2 separate regions of the Sus scrofa genome follow, and region 1 is linked to region 2. Evidence: chromatin contacts called from public targeted proximity ligation data. All regions are on one chromosome and are shown on one strand. The core of a region is the stretch at or near the end of the contact, and the rest is flanking DNA. Distances in the headings are between cores, read along the strand shown.

The links.
Region 1: a targeted proximity ligation map of alveolar macrophages shows a contact between it and region 2. A contact is called at or near these places in 20 of 47 Hi-C or Micro-C datasets (adipose tissue, alveolar macrophages, embryonic fibroblasts and 11 more) and 1 of 2 datasets of targeted methods (alveolar macrophages).

The regions. Positions count from the first base shown.
Region 1 is chr4:106,569,770-106,572,469 of Sscrofa11.1, forward strand. OLFML3 (olfactomedin-like protein 3) reads right to left here and starts at 1,317. Exons shown (of 3, transcript XM_021090022.1): 1 at 1-1,317. HIPK1 (homeodomain-interacting protein kinase 1) reads right to left here. Exons shown (of 16, transcript XM_021090012.1): 16 at 1,640-2,700. The region is part of intron 2 of LOC102157897 (a long non-coding RNA gene); the gene reads left to right.
Region 2 is chr4:106,304,868-106,307,567 of Sscrofa11.1, forward strand. All of the region lies in intron 2 of LOC110260342 (a long non-coding RNA gene), which reads right to left. Among named protein-coding and RNA genes, the nearest start is that of SYT6, 110 kb to the right of the region's middle.

The DNA.
Region 1 (2,700 bases), core at 67-2,566, 260 kb after region 2:
CTAGCGGGCGGCGCGGCTAGCTTTGGAGGCGGGCTGGGGGCGGTGCCTCCTCTCTTTCTGGATCTCCCAGTCTCCCTCACTACTCTGGAATGCTTTCAGTCTCCTTACGGGCCGCCACCCCCTCCCTTCCGCCTGGATTGATCAAACACAGATGGCCCTGTTACAGAGAAGCCAGAAGCCTTAACCACCTCCCGCCTGGGCTGGTAGGCTCCCCAGAAGAAGGGAAGGAGATTGGAAACCCCAGGGCAAAGGCCTTCTGGGCAGTCACCAAGGAAAAGATGCTAGCAGCAGGAGGCAGAGGCCCCAGAGAAAACAGCAAACTCTGTTCCTGTTTCAGAATGCTCCCAGTGCTGAATGAAGAAACATCCTTCATTAATTCCTTCCTTTACCGGCAATAAAATAGTGTGAATTGTTTTCTGCCTTTAGTGGAAGCCGGAAGCAGGGGTGATGAGGGTTATGGGGAAGAGATGGGAAAAAAGGCCTTGGAGGTCGTCTGTACTACCTCTTCTAGAGCTCATTGGCGCCACCTTGTGCTAAATAAGCACCTGATGTCATCTCAGGATTAACAGGGAAACCAAGGCTTAGACTTCACCTCTTGAGGAAAATTTTCCACAAAGCAAGCCAAGTAGATTGAATTTACAGGGATTTTCATGATTAAAATGCAGCCTTCCCCATGGGGCTATTCAATTATTTATGAGGGCTATCTCAATCTCTCTCTGATTTAGCCTAAGAGAATGTAATTGAAATAAACAATTATATAAAAAAAAGCCCAAAAATAGGTCATTGAGAAATGAGTAAATTAATTCTTGATTATCTAGACGTGAGACTGACAGCAGAGCTTTTCTATATATAGTCTTCCTTTGCCTGAAATCATCTATGCATATTCTCTTACCAAACTTGGGGAGTGTTGAGTGAGTTCACATTAATTTTACACTCATCTATTTAGGGGGAAAAAAATCAGAAAAACATGTTGAGTCTAAATCAAAATAAATGCATTCTGACTTCCCTACCAATAGGAGAGAAGAGATTATGGATCATTTCTCTTGGTTATGGCCCCAAAGGGCCTTTCTAAATGTTTCTCATTTCCATATCCAAAGTAGGACTGCAGGAGCCAGCCCAAAATGAATTAATGGCCACCGTAAGGTACCCTTGTCCTAAAACACATGCATCAAAAGAATTCAAACAAACACAGCATTTATTCAGAGACCTGCAGTGAATGAAGCTCTAATTCCTTATCAGGAGAAATTTTACTCACTTTAATCAAGAGAAATCTGATCAGATGTCCTTCTCCTCTGGGAAAAAAATAGTATCTTCTTGTGGTTATTCTTATTTTCATTCTGCTACTTTAGATGTCTGGTGGAACATGCTAGGAGGCAAAGTTTAATTACAACCAGTGTGAGAAGTCTGTGCCTCTTTCAGAGGGCCAGATCCAGATGATCTTAAGTTAGGGCCCTGGACGCTCCATTCTTGGGAAGCGTCCTCTACCGACCCCTATTCATTTCTGCGTGGAGATCTGTATGAAGAATGAATTTGCCTCTAACACTCTACTGAGGTTCAGATGCAATGGACCTGGCCATTCCAAAGATGCCTATTACCGACCCTTTGGAACACTTACAACAGAAATCAAAGAGAGCCACTTGAATCAGAAAATTTATCCATTTTATTGATGCATTGCAATTGCTCTACATTTTACCATATTATGTAGAAAATACTGAAAATACAAGCTACTTTGTAAAACTAAAGACAAACATTGAATCCAAAGATAAACTATGTTTTACACAATGGACCCTTTTCCCATAGTTAGTATTAAATTTTAAATATCTATTTCCTTTGTTAAAATGATTATTTTACATACTCCCTAAGTACATCTGCATTACAAACAAAGCTCAGTAATTCTCAGAAACTGTTTCTAGAGGCTTGTTGTAAAAGGAAGCGCACAACCGGAAAAGGGAGAAAGCAAAAAAAGTTTAAATCGCACACAATAACTAGCATATCAAATACATTTAATAAAGTTGGAATTCCATTGCAATATCAAGGGTTCAAAGCAGAAATACTAACAATACATATAATGTACATAAAATGTACTGCTACATGTAGTGAGATTATTTTTCAAGCTGAATCAAAACCACACATTATATAAAGTTTAGCAACAAACAACCATGTAGACATGCTGCACCATCCATCAGTTTAAAAAAAAAAAAAATCGAAATAGGAAGCAGGCTTGGGTCATTCCTGTCACTGAGAGGCAATTTCATTTCCTATCCTAAAATAAATCACCCTAACCAGTGGGTTTTGCATAATAATGCTGAAGAAAACACACACTACTGTGCTTGCCTGGCTCTAGGCAGTCAAGCTCAGCCCCTCTAGTGGAGGACGATGGATGGTCACAACTGTTTAAGTGGAGTTATTCCTGGGCCTGGGGATTTTAGCTGAGCACTGACTGTAGTATCACTTCCTGGAAGCGACTGAAAACTCTGGAATGATCTAGTGTCCTGCTGAGCCTAGAGTGGCTGTACCTAACCCTTCCCACTTCCTCTCTCACCCCGAAGGGGAGAAGTTGGAAATACAAATTCTGAGAGGACCTAAAGCCTTAAGCTGATCTGAGGTCAGGCCACTGTGACCTGGGCCAGATGCTCACTTAATTCCAGGGGCTTCCCCCATCCTGTCAGGGCCAGTAATGTTAAGCCCCAGGGACAGGCT
Region 2 (2,700 bases), core at 159-2,658:
CACCTACGTTACTGTACGATCCCCTCCCTGGCCTCCCCGCCTCCCATTGCCCCTGCCCCCGCCCAGAGTCTATGACTGACACGGCAGCAGCATGATCGGGTTAGAGCATAGGTGAGTTCACGTCTCTGCATTCACTGGCTTCGAGTCTCACTCAGAGTATAAGGCAAACAAGTTCAGATCCTACAGCCCCTGCCCGACGGGGCTCTTCTACTGTTTCCTGCCATACATCCCTCTGCTCCCTCCTCTTGGTCACAGACACCCTCCTGTCTCAGGTCTTCAGCTTTGGTCCTTTCATCTGGCAAGCTCTTCTTCCAGGATCCCCCTGGCTCCATCCTCTCCTCCAGGTTTTTACACACGTGTTGCTTTCTCAGTGAAACTTCACTCGACCACCTTTTAACATATGCAACCTGCCCCCCTAACTCTGCCACACTCCCTGTCCCCCACGTCTGCTTTACTTTTTTCTTTAGCACTTAACTGCTGTCTGATCTTACATGTTTTACTTATTTATTATATTTAGACCGTAAGCTCCATGAGGTCAGACACGTGTGCCTGTTTTGTTCGCTGTTATACACCCCCTATCTACAATAATGCCAGGTACGTCATAGGCATAAGAGAAAACACATGATTTATAGAATGGATGGATGGATAAACGGATGGATGGAAAGGAATTTTCATCACTGCTGGTAAGCAATGGGGGTTCTGAGAAAGGAGCCAAAGGCTTAGTGAATGTACCAAAAGGGACCGTTGAAGCAGTGTAGTCTCGGGGCACAAGCTGTTGAATAATGGGTCACTGGTTAGATTACTTCTATGGAACAGTAGCAGATGTAGCAGCATGAAATGAACTAACTAGGAAGGCTGTTACAAAGCTGATTCTAGAATCACAGGTGCAAGGGTAGAGAGAATAAAACTATACATCTTATACCTTACTTGGTATAATTAGACATGTAGCCTAATTAAAAATGACTGTGTACCCCAGAGTGGTAATGGGGCCTGGGCACATTCGAGACTCTTGATATTTCTCAGGAGATTAGTTTCTACAGTGGAAATGGAAGAATTCAAAACCATAAACTAATGTACTGTTTTGCAGTTTACAAAGTACTGTTGAAAAATATCCTAATAAAATTGCTCACCGATTAAGCAATTATCTTACATGATAGTAAGATACTTATACTTATTGAGAAATAAGATACTTACCCTGTGCTAAGTGTTTTACTTTTGGTATCTTCTCTAGGTCCTCACAGCTTCTAATAATTATCCCCAAGTGTGTAGCCTCAAAAACTTCTATAGAGCACCTACTAAACCAGGCACCATGCAAGGCACTGAAGCTGCAAAACTGTATTGGTCTTGCCTCAAGGAACCTACAATCTTGTAAAGGAGACAAATGCAAAAACAGCTATTGCAGCCCACGGTGATACATGCTGTGGTGTAGGATGAGGCATAAGCACATCATAAGACCTGTGGGCAAAGGAACAGTAGCTTCAAAAAAAATTCCCATATCCCCTTCCTCAATCACATACGGTTATTTGTTAATTTCCTCTTTTGCCTTATGAGTGGACTTTTCCAGGGAAGTCCATTAGTCTATAACCACTCTATTTACAATGCCCAGAAATCGGATTAGTGGTTGTCTTGTGACTACGCATGAGGGAGGGGTGGTGGAAGCCTTGTGTGTCTCCTCCTTTCTTTCTAGGGCCTTTCCAGAGAAGGCTGATGTAAGGTTTGAAGTCTGTTTGATGGTGACCTGACTCAGAGGGGGATCAAAACCCCACCAATGTACCCACAGATGTAGACCTCGATGGTGCCTGAATCTCGGAGGACATGGCCCTGATACCCCAGAGTGGAGACTGGGCAGCTTAGGAAGTGCCAAGTGATGTATCAAGGGTACAGGAAGAAAATATTGGAATGTGTGCTAATAACTAAAAATAAGAAAGGAGTCAAGCTTTAATTACATTTAATATACAGAGTGACCCCTACATGATTGTTTGGTCTGTGTGTCTGTTGGTCCCATGTCACAGTGACTGTAAGGGGTATCCTGAGGCACACTGAGTATCACATGCACACACACACACACACACACACACAGAGGCTGATGGTTGTACCTTCCTTCACGCATTTGTTCTCAGGGTGTTGTAGCTCATTTGTGCTATTTGTGAGGATATGCTGATTTACACCATTTCGTTTTAACTAAATGAACTTTCACAAAATGGAGAAGTGGCTTAAGAACCCTGCAAAGAAAGAAAGAGCATCTTGAAGAGAATAACACAAATCCAAGCAAACAATAAGAAAATGGCATATTGTTCCTAAGCTGATATCTGCTCATTGTCTGATACATTATGACGTTAGAAACGAGGACCATCTAATCAGATCAGACAAGTAGTTGGCAAAAACAAATTTAGAAATTATCAAGAGGACTGCACCCTTTTCTCTGCTGGTGTTTATTATAAGCTCACCCTAAGTGTATATTAAATCCTGAGATACTAGCTAATAATAGAGGTACACGAATCTATAGTTTATAGATAAAGAAATATAGTACTTATATTGGGTTGGGGTACAAATGTTTTCACTGCTAAAGGTGTATGAAAAAAATGGAAGGCTCCTATTGGGGAATGAGACCTGCTTTGAGACGTCCTGGCCCTTTAAGATAAATCTTCTCTGTTATATGGGCAGAAGCTGAAGGCTAGTCTGTGCGGACTTGAGATCAAG